2 separate regions of the Sus scrofa genome follow, and region 2 is linked to region 1. A link is a contact called in public Hi-C data. All regions are on one chromosome and are shown on one strand. Each heading gives the region's core, a stretch centred on a gene start, on an enhancer-like site or on the middle of the called end of the contact. The rest is flanking DNA. Distances are from core to core; before and after follow the strand shown.

The links. A called contact is a pair of places that touch in the nucleus more often than the background predicts.
Region 2: a contact with region 1 is called in a Hi-C map of embryonic fibroblasts, with 3 times the contacts expected there. The contact joins two enhancer-like sites. A contact is called at or near these places in 3 of 47 Hi-C or Micro-C datasets (embryonic fibroblasts, fetal heart ventricle and fetal skeletal muscle).

The regions. Positions count from the first base shown.
Region 1 is chr5:14,039,145-14,044,994 of Sscrofa11.1, forward strand. No RefSeq gene overlaps it. Among named protein-coding and RNA genes, the nearest start is that of CKAP4, 21 kb to the left of the region's middle. Within about 2 kb of position 1,592, at least 4 of the 83 cell types and tissues checked have an H3K27ac peak or open chromatin away from gene starts, as enhancers often do. A contact at or near this core is called in embryonic fibroblasts, where this site is marked.
Region 2 is chr5:14,689,977-14,695,259 of Sscrofa11.1, forward strand. No RefSeq gene overlaps it. Among named protein-coding and RNA genes, the nearest start is that of C5H12orf75, 63 kb to the right of the region's middle. Within about 2 kb of position 1,620, at least 10 of the 83 cell types and tissues checked have an H3K27ac peak or open chromatin away from gene starts, as enhancers often do. A contact at or near this core is called in embryonic fibroblasts, where this site is marked.

The DNA of each region.
Region 1 (5,850 bases), core at 342-2,841:
AGTGATTTCATTTTTTAGGTGTTTCAGAAAGCAGCAGTAAAGCCATTAAATATACCATTAAAATAAACAAAGAAAATCCACTGTTTAAAAGACTTGTGAGTGTATTTTTATGTAACATGAACGTTTTTGTAATATGTATACTCTCCCCCTAATTAGCTCCCTCCGAAAACTTAGATAATAATAAAGGGTTTTGTTAATAGGCATCTTTTGTTAATAGAAGCTTAGAGAGTCCTAAAGGCCTTGTCCTTCCCACGTCCAGCTAGTTCAGAAGGGCAAGCACTGACCCCTGAAGCAGCTCAGTCCAGTGCTGAATGCTTAGGCATTAACATAAGTAGCAGTCGCCCATAATTGTGTATCTGTGTTTTATGTCACACAGTAGGTAAAACACATTTCTTATCTCACTTAATCCTGGTGATTATCCTGGGGAGGAAGAACAGTGATCGCTGCTTTGCTGATCATTCACTGCAGCTAAGAAGGTTTTATTAATTTGTAGGTAGTTGTTGGGGCCAGGATTCAGACTCACATCCGTCTGTCTCTAACATCTCTTCTTGGTCCGCTAAATCACATTCTCTTTGCCATAGTGATAGAGCTGGCATCCCATAATGTCCAAGGCTACAGCTGTACATACTTGTGCTGTGTATATAATACTGATGGTAAAGAAACTGGGTTTTAGAGGCAGATTATCTGAGCTCAGATCCTGGCCAGACCACTGGCTAACGGTCTGACAGAGGGACAACTGCCGAAGGCCTCAGTTTCCCATTATTAACAGAGATGGTGCTGTTAACACCTACTTCACAGAGTTGTGTGACCTTTAACACAGTCACTACACCTGCAGTATGGAGAACGGTGCCCACCACACCAGAAAGTGTTCAGTACATATTACTGGAAAATTGACAGTAAGGCAGGAAATTGAAAATATGAGTCTTGTGAAATGAGCCCACCTGCGGATGGCCAGAAAAAGATGTGTTTAGAATTTTGAGTCTGAGGCTCTTCAGGTTGTGTGTGTCCTCTAGATACTCACAGTTCCCATCCCCCACTCACTCCTGCATCTCCATCCACTTAGGATTCTTGTCTGGCTTTCAAAGGCATTTGGGATTTTGATCCTTCTAGGGTAGGAGATGAAATAATAGAAATGGTCACCCTGAGAAATAGAAACTTGGGGCTCTTTGGAGATCCCTTTTAAAGCTTGTGACTTCACAGCTTTTTATATCAGAGAAGATCTTTGGGTTCTCTCTGCGTGCAATATGGTTTTTCCTGCCAAGAACAGGGGCTCTGCTAGCCAAGAACCAGGGCCAGCTCCACCTTACCTCCTTCCACAGATGTCTCCCTTCCTCTCGTCCTTCCCAGGGAGGAATCAGGCCCCTTGAGGTCAAAATGGGTGCAAGAGAGAGTGAGTGAGACTTTCAGAGAGAGAGACACAGCCTAGAGCCCCAAATCCCCGAGGAAGTGTCAGAGCCTTAAAAACTGGATGCAGACCCAAGAGCCAATTTCCTTTCAATGCCACTAGAGGGCAGTGTAGTGCAAAGGACGGAGAGGAGATTAGTTCCGGAGCCGCAGGTTCTAGTCCACTCTGCTAGCGGTGATCTGCAAAATAAGCTTGGCGCATTTTCCTGATAGCCCCCTCCAGTTCTAAGGTTCTGAGATCCTGTCAGGAGAGGATCGGGATGAACTAGCCAAGAACTCCAAGTAGGTCTATGTAAGAAACCAGATGTGGGGGAGCGGTGGGGGATGGCGAGAATGGGGTGGTGGTGTAGGCAGCTGAGAGGTTTCTTTTGTGATGGCCCAAACCTTTCTAAGGTTTGAATCCTGCAGGGGGTAAAAAGCCTTAAAGTGTCTCTTTTAGGGTCATGTGCTCGCATTTGGGCAGCATGTCAAACCACCCCAAATAGTTTGGCATTATAGCCTGCTCCTACCCTTGCTGGGGGCAGTTGCTTAATCCAGGGGAAGTATTCAAAATTACCACACATACCACGCACTGGTGGCTTACCCATCCTTGCATTGTGTCATAGCAGAGCCTATTTTTTTCTTGGTGGAAATCCTTCCAGAAATGGCTTGATGGAGAGCCTGTGGTGGCCACGGGGTACCCCTTGGCAGAGATTAAAAAGTGAAGTCAGCAGGCAAAACCCTTTCTGGCTCAGGAGCTCCACTGAACAGGGTGCCTTGCTATGCTTTAGAAACCCCATCAAAGTTCTGGGGGCCCCTGCTGATTTGGGGCAGAGTCTTTTTCCATTGAAGTCACTTGTTAGGGTGTCCTGAAGTCAGAGACAGTGAGGTTGTATCTTAAGAGAGCACTAAGGGTCAGGCTTGTCATTAGAAGATGGATGGGCATTTTCAGTGGTTTGGTGTCTATGCATCTCCATAGGCCTCTAATTCTGCCAGACTCACCCAAAAGCCAGCTGCAAAGGTATAAACTTTGGACCTGTGAGCCTTGTTCAGGAGCCTCCTAGTGAGCTTCCAATTTCCCAGCCTGTTCCTGCATCCGTTGGCTGTGGACCTCTTGCCTCACTTCCTGTTACTACCCTTGGACTTCTTAGAGCTAGTGGGGGCAGGATGGCCTAGTGGCTAGGAACACTGGCTCTGGAGCTTGACCATCTGGGTGTGTGACTCCAGGCAAGTTACCTAAACTTCTTATTGCCTCATTTCCTCACCTGTAAGATGGAGGTGATTATAATAGTACCTGCCTTACACAGTGTTTGTGAGGATGAAAGTGCTTAGCCCAGGGTGGGTAGACACCTGATAAAGATTTGCTGAATATATACACTCAGGTCTACATTGCAGAGACTAGTACATGTAGAGAGGAAAAAATCCCAGAAGAAAACACTTAAAAAAAAATCATTACCTCTACTTCCACGTCTGGCTGAGGTGGATACAGGGACTAAATATACCCACCTGTCTGAAATTACTAAGTGCTAATATACAACAAGTGCTGATTAAATGTTTGGTGATATTGTTGTTTTCATGCCTTAACTCGCTTATTCCTCACAAGTGTGTGACGGGCTTGGTCATGGGCAGTCCTCTCTCCTTGTTCTATCTTCTCTTCCTGGGTGATGCCATCTGCTCCTGGGCTCAGCATGCCACCTCCATAGGCTGAGGACACCAAGATTTCTTCTCCAGCCCAGACCTCTCTCCTGAGTTCTGGACAAGCTCTTGTTAAATGCATTCTTGGCAACTAAAGACCCCATAGCAGACTGTCTCTGGAAAACACTTTGTATTTGGGGGAAGAGGCACAGGTGTTTTCTCTTCTAGTTCTCAGCCAGTTTCAAACTCTGAGTCTAGAGCTCAGCCAGTTTCAAACTCTGAGTCTAGAGCTCTGAGCCTTTGGGGGGCAGAGGTAATCAGAGGTTATTTACAGTGATACGGAAGAAATTGAGCACCCAGGGTTAAGATGGCAAGGGCTCAGGGTTTGGGAAGCCCCTGGCAGCATTGACAACATGCTGTTTTCACTTGAACTTTGCTTGCCTCTTGTCTGTTTTTGATGACTGGGTCTCTAGCCTTTCTGACGCACCAGTGAGCTGCCAGATATCCTTCCAACCCAAGGTTGTTTTGTACTGATTGTAGCCAGAACCCATCAAAGGTACAGGCTTGTTACATTCATTGTGCCCCAAATGAGCTCATTATCTACTCCTCTGAAACCTTCTCCTCCTCCAGAGAACTGTATTGGAGTAAATGGCTTCTCCATTTATCTGGTTTTCTATGTCAGCAATATGAGTCTTACACCTCCCTCTCCCTCACTGTCACCACCCAGTCACCAGATCTCATTGACACAGCTTTCTAAACATTTCTCGAGAACTTTTCCTGCTCTCCACTGCCATTACTATGGTCCTCCTTTCTTATAATTGCCTCCTGCCTGATGTCCTTGCTTTTCTCAGCCCGTCCTTCCCCCAGAAGCCAGAGTGATGTTTTAACAAGACAAATCTAATTTTATAACTCCTTCTCTTAAAGCCTACAGTGCCTTGTGTTTCTCTGTGGGTAAAGTCCAAAATCACACTGGAGTCCCTAAATTCACCCTAGAGGTACATGGACCTTTCAGTTTCCTGCCAATGCAAAACTCCTTCACACCTTGTCAACTTGGTATAATCTGGTTGCTCTGCTTAGAATACTCTTCCCTCTACCCAATTTCACAAGGCCAAGGCTTGGTCACCTTTTTGACCTCAGCTCACATGCTATATCTTCATGGAATTCTTCCTTGATTCTCCAGGCTAAGTCAGGTCCTTCTGATATATGTTCTTCTAGCATTCTGGATTTCTCTGTTTCAGCTCTTGTCATAACTAATTAATTATTACTCTATTTCCCTGATTTTCTAATATATGTTTCCAAATATTTTAACATCTCTGAAATCAGGATGCATCTTACAGTTGTATGTGTCTCAAAAGTATCATTGGTGAGTGTGTTTCATTTTCAGCGGTATATAAAATAATGGTGCAACTTGCAAGCAATGCCATCTTAGATCTGATGAATTATGGTAATTATATAGTTCTTGGTTTGCCTGATGTATTTCCTAGAGTACAAGCCATGTCTGTCTTGATGAGCACTGTTTTCCCAACACTACTATAGGATCTGGTCCACAGTAAGCATTGGATAAAGATTTGTTGAATGTACACATACATTATATATTACAGAAACTAAAAAGATCACAGGAGAAAGTAAACAAAAACCCAATTATCTCAATTTCTGCTTCTCGGCTAAGGTAGAGTAATAATATTGGATTTACTTACCTATCTATAACCACTAAGTACTGAGCCAAATACCTGAAAGTGTGATTTTCAAGACACTAGACATCAGGAAACAAAGGACAGTGATCCCTGAGAGAAGGGAAACAAATCAAGTGAGCCCTGAAACAAGCCTAATTTACTACGTGGAGAGAGTTTCCAGGATGTTGTCAGGGAGAGAAAACCCAGGTCTTGGCAGTCTCCCTGAGTTGAGAAGACAGAGGTCTCCTCTTGGGGAGTCCACAATGGCTATTGTTTACAGGACACAGTTCTGGGGAGGAGAATTCCACTGAATTTCATCCGTCTTCAGAGGAATCACCATCAACACATGTATTTGAGGGAATACCCAAAGTTGGGGAAAGAACTCCTCAAATGGATGAGAGCTCATGCAGGTATGGGAATAGTTTCTGTTCCCACCAGTCAAAGTGAAAACTTTAAAATTCACAGGGCAGTGGGGAGAATACACAGTAGAGTTTTGCCTTAGTAGTGGGGAAAGTTAATGTTAGATTGAACATTAAACTCTGCTTGAGTCCTGCCTAACAAAGTTAAAAAGCAAAACTTGAAAATATCATACCATTTCTGGGTGACTTAACTATGTTCCAGAACAAAGTTCAAGAATATTTATAAAATTACCAAAAGGTAAAATCCATAATGTCTGGCATTTTATAAAACATTATGAAGTATGTGAAAAAGCAGGCAAAAATAATCATCATGAGGAGAAAAAAGATCAATCAATTGAAACCGACCTAGAAATGACACAGATGTTAGAAGTTTTAGACAAGAATATTAAAGTAATCATTATAGTTTTATTCTACATGTTGTAGACCCTAGAGGAAAGATCAACTATTAAGTAGAGATATGGAAATTATGAAAAGACTCAGGTCGAACCTCTAGAGATGAGAATGACAATGTCAAAGAGAGAATTAATATCAGATTAAATATTTGAGAAGAAAGATTAATGAACTTAAATATGTAAAAATGAAAATTATCCCTCAAAACATAGAAAAAAAGGCTGAAAAGATGAGTAGAACTGTAGTGAGCTGTGTTAATGGTAAAGCTATAGGTGACCTGATATACACATGTATTTGGAATCTCTGAAGAGGAGGGGACAGAAATGTATTTGAAGACATAATGGTTGACA
Region 2 (5,283 bases), core at 370-2,869, 650 kb after region 1:
GAGCCAGGGATTGAACCCGCAACCTCATGGTTCCTAGTTGGATTTGTTAACCACTGAGCCACGACAGGTACTCCTATTTTTGCTCTTATTTCTGTTGCTTTGGAAGACTGACCTGAGAAAATATTCACAAGGTTGATGTCAGAGAATGTTTTGCCTATGTTCTCTTCTAGGAGTTTGATGGTGTCTTGTCTTATATTTAAATCTTTCAGCCATTTTGAGTTTATTTTCATGCATGTTGTGAGGGTGTGTTCTAGTTTCATTGATTTACATGCAGCTGTCCAGGTTTCCCAGCAATGCTTGCTGAATCGGGGGCTAAAATTTTAGCAAAGGCTGCATTCCTCTACCTGAGACACAGCTCCTATCCAAACACTTTAATTTAAAAAAAAAAAAAAAAAAAAGCACTTGGAGGAGGGAGTTCCCATTGTGGCTCAGTGGTAATGAACTCGAAGAACATCCATAAGGACTCGAGTTCTATCCCTGGCTTCATTCAGTGGGTTAAGGATCCGGTGTTGCCGTGAGCTGTGGTGTAGGTCGAAGACATGGCTCGGATCTGGCCTTGCTGTGGCTGTTGTGTAGGCAGGTAGCTGTAGCTCTGATTAGACCCCTAGCCTGGGAACCTCCATATGCCTCAGCTGCAACCCTAAACAAAACAAAACAAAACAAACAAACAAGACACTTGAAGGGGGTTCTCTCATGGCACGGTGGGTTAAGGATCTGTTGTCACTGCAGCGTCCAGGGTCGCCGTTGCAGCACAGTTCGATCCCTAGCCAGAGAACTTCCATAAACCACAGGCATTGCCAAAAAAAGCCCACTTGGATTTTCCCATGATTTATTAGAAATCTAGGATCCTGAGAAGGGGGGAGGACATGAGGGAAGTTTGCTAAGACCCCAGCAAGCTTTCCAAGTGCCAGTCTGCCTTGACCCTGTACCCTGGCCACAGCTTTCATGCCCTTGACTTGCCCTTCAGCAAGGGGAACGGCTTCTGGCTCTTGCTGACCCCAGGGCATTGCTCATCCCCCTCCCACACCTCCCTAAATCGATACTATCCCCTTTGCTGCACTCATCAATAAGCCCCTTTGAGGGGACACTCTCTTCCTCACTGGGACTCGGACCTCAAGAGCTTAGCACCAACAAGAGGGGAGAAAATAAAATCCTTATGGAGCAAACACCATGTTCCAGGGCCTGGGCAGAACTCTTTGTATTCATGACCCTCACGAGAAGGCTATGAGGTGGGTGTAATTATGATTCCCCTTTCACAGGGGAACACGCAGAGGCTCCGTCCTGGCGCATGGACCAAAATCCAGGTCAGTGAGAACTGACAGTCCACGCTCTCTCCTGCTCTCCACAAAACCCACACTGTTCTCGTAGCCCAACTTGCCCAGATCATGGTCAATAATTCTTGGGACCACAGCCCTCCAGCCTTGCCCTGAGCACGTCAGGAAGCCCGAGACACCCTGCCCGTGGCGAGGGCGTAGCATCCTTGTGGGCAATGAGCATTCCATGAATGGAAACAGCCTTTCCCTTCTGCGAGGAGAGGCAGGATTTCATGCGCCTGTGTGATGGCTGGCAGGGAGCCAAGAATAAGAGCAGGAAATGGGAGCCCGCGTGAGATAACTGCCTCGAACGTCGAGGGGAGGGGGCAGCATAAACAGAGGACTTTCAATTTTGCAAAGCATTGGAGAGCTTGTTGGATTAAGGACCGGCCCTTGGGGAGAACCGGGGTGGTGGGGGGAATATTAGGAAAAGCATTGGGGGGTGGGCGGGGGGAGACAGCCTTGGCAAGCAGCTGAGACTAAGTGCTGGTGGAGCAATTAAAGGGTGGGGCGAAAGACTGGGAAACCACAGAATAATGCAAAACCCAAAGGCAGGCATCTGAAATGTGCAAAAGAGAAAAAAAAAATTATAAGGCCAAACCTAGTCGACCAGAGTTTGTGCTTGGTAGCTGCAAATATTCAAAACAAGATTTTGGAATGAGAAACATATGGAATAAGAAGCAACTGCCATTCGGAGGAGCAGCTTGAGAATTGTGACTTTCCCCAAGGGGGTTGGAGGGGGGACGAGTCGGAAGGAAAACCTTAAGAGTTCTAACCCCAAATGGCACCGAGGGGTTTCCCCCATACGTGACAATCATGCATAAAATCCGAAACCCCAGATTTCACAAATTCCATTAGAATATACAAATTTTATTCTGCCTATTCTAGAACGTACCCCTTGAAAAATAATGTCCAGCTCTTTAGCACGTACACTCCAGACACTGTGCATATATTATCCCTCATTCTCCCAACAACCCTACAAGTAGTGTCATTGACCCATTATACAGTTTTGGAAACGGAGGCACTGAGTGTTGGAATCATTTGTTTTATGGTGTTTGAATAATTTGCCCCCATCTTGCACACAGCTGGTGAGAGGCTGAGTAAGGACAGAAAGCCCAGATCAGTTTTTATCCTGTGCATTCCACTACCCCACGGAGAATCCCAAAATCTAGGCTTTCTAGAAGACCCAACCTTTGTTTTCAGAAAGAATCGAGGACCAGAGAGGGGATAGACACGCCTACGGAAGTTGTGGCCCTAGAATTTGAGTGGAAATTTATGGGGTCGGGGAAGAGAAATTCTGAAGATTACTGAATCCAACTCCTCTATTTTCATGCCAACTTGATCCCTCCAAGATCTCAAAGCCAGGGCAGCAGGAGAGCACACTTCTCAAACACAGTAGCACATCCTCCTGCCATTCATGTATTCATTTATTCATTCAACAAACATCCACAAGTGCCAAGAAATACGTACTATGAAAACATTTTTCCCGTAAGCAACTGGAAAGTGCTTGATTAGAGTTTTCTTTTGATTTGATCTTTCTTTTTCATTTTAGCACATTTCCACTTAATTCACAGTGTCAGGTTCTGAAAGCCTCCTCTAAAAACTTAGTTCAACCAAGAATCAGCAGACTGCTATCTTCAGAACATTTATGATCAAATAATAGCCCTTGGTTTTTTCCAGTCATAATTGTGTTTTCTGTTCATTCAGACTGGTAGCTCCAAAAGCATGTTATTTTTCTTTAGCAAGCATGAACGGTAAAGGCCTTTTTATTCCCTTTTCTGAGCTGGGGAAGGTAACTAAAAGAGTGCTTTGTAAAGGCCCTGAAATACACATGGGTTTGGCTAGAGTTTTATTCGAAATCTAGAAACCTGGGAGAGAGAGAGAGAAAACCATGTACATTTTCCAAATCCCAAAACATTTTCCCCATTTGCACAGACCAAGTGTCAGGTTCATGCTGGCCTTCTCCACAGCAAATGTTTGCTGTGTAACAAATGACCCCTAAAACTTAGTGACTGAAAATCAGGAGTTCTTATTATTTACCCTGATCCCGTGGGTCGGCGAGGTGGTTCATCTGGGCCTCTGGCCAGGTCTGGATGGGCTCGGATGCTGCAGTCACGGGTCTGGGACTTACCTGGGCTGAGTGGAGCATCTGTCCTCTCGGGAGGTCAGCCTGGGCCTCTCCACATGCCAGAGGAAGGGCTCTCAGCAGCAAGAGAAGAAGCCAGCCCAGTGGACAAGCCCTATTCGAGACTTGCATCACGGGAGTTCCCATCGTGGCACAGTGGTTAACAAATCCGACTAGCATCCATGAGGTTGCGGGTTCGATCCCTGGCCTCCCTCAGTGGGTTAAGGATCCAACGTTACTATGAGCTGTGGTGTAGGTCGCAGACGAGGCTCGGATCCTGAGTTGCTATGGCTCTGGCATAGGCCAGCAGCTACAGTTCCAATTAGACCCCTAGCCTGGGAAATTCCAGAAGCCATGGGTGTGGCCCTAGAAAAAGACAAAAAAAAAAAAAAAAAACGGCTTGTATCAGGTGTGCTGCTTGTCTCATTGGCCAGCCTGTCATGAGGCCAAGCCAAAGCCAAGGGGCAGGAGAAACAGACACCACTTCTTAATGACTGGATCGATTAAAACATTCAGGCTAGAGTTCCCATCATGGCTCAGCAGTTAACGAATCCAACTAGGATCCATGAGGACATGGGTTCAATCCCTGGCCTCGCTCAGGGGATTAAGGGCAGCTGTAGCTCCAATTTGACTCCTAGCCTGGGAAGCTCCTAATGCTGCAGGTGCAGCCCTAAAAAGACATAAATAAATAAATAAATAAAATATTGTGGCCATTTCTTTTTTTCGTCTTCGCTCGGCTGCTGGGAGTTTTGCTGGCTGAGCTCCCTCCTCATCAGCCCTTTGAGAAACTGCTCCTTTCTCCTGAAGAGCGGCCTCGCTCAAGGATGGTCCCCCTTCTCAGGGGACCCTGCAGGGGTAACTTGTCTCCACAGGATTAAAAGGCTTAGCCCCTTTTGCCCAAACTTGAGACAAGTCTGAAGGGTCACCCCAGCTTCAGAGGTTCCCCAACAGTCAGCTGGTGGGTGGGTGGGTGGTGGCACAAGGAGCTTGTGCTTCAGAACCTTAGATTTAATTAGGGTAGGACCTCGGCCAGAGGTTAGGGCCCCAGGAGGTGGGGAGGAAGTGGTGGGCAAACGATCTAGGTTACTGAAGGGCTCTAACAGCATCATTAAAACTGGGGTACCAGAGTTCCCGTCGTGGCTCAGTGGTTAACGAATCCAACTAGGAACCATGAGGTTGTGGGTTCGATCCCTGGCCTTGCTCATTGGGTTAAGGATCCGGCGTTGCCGTGAGCTGTGGTGTAGGTCAACGACGCAGCTTGGATCCTGTGTTGCTATGGCTCTGGCATAGGCCGGCGGCTACAGCTGACTCGACCCCTAGCCTGGGAACCTCCATATGCCATGGGAGCAGCCCAAGAAATGGCAAAAAGACAACAAAAAAAATTAAAAATAAATTTAAAAAAACTGGGGTACCATCCCAAGAACCAGGCAGGAATGTCATCAGAAAGGCCTAGTGAGAGGTGGAGGGAGACCAGCAAGGTGACATTCAGACGCTTGCCCCAGGTGGCTGCCAGATTAATTTCCTGACCCCACCTACTGGCAGACACAGGATCCTCTATGTCCTGCTGACTTTGTGTAGATTGATTTCAGGGCTGGGCAGGCTGGGCTTGCCAGTGGAGGTTCCCATGCCTACAGCCTAGCTCAGCAGGAGGAAGGCAGGCAATAATACCTGCAGTGCCTCGGAAGACAATGCCAAGACAATTTTAGAATTGAATGGAAGGGCAGAATAGGAGGGTCAGATTGCCTACCATCCCTTTCTGGGAAAAGTTCTCAGCCTCTGTGTGGTTTAATCCACCATGTTGAAACCACATGACCCCACCCCTCTGGCCACAGCTGACTGATCCAA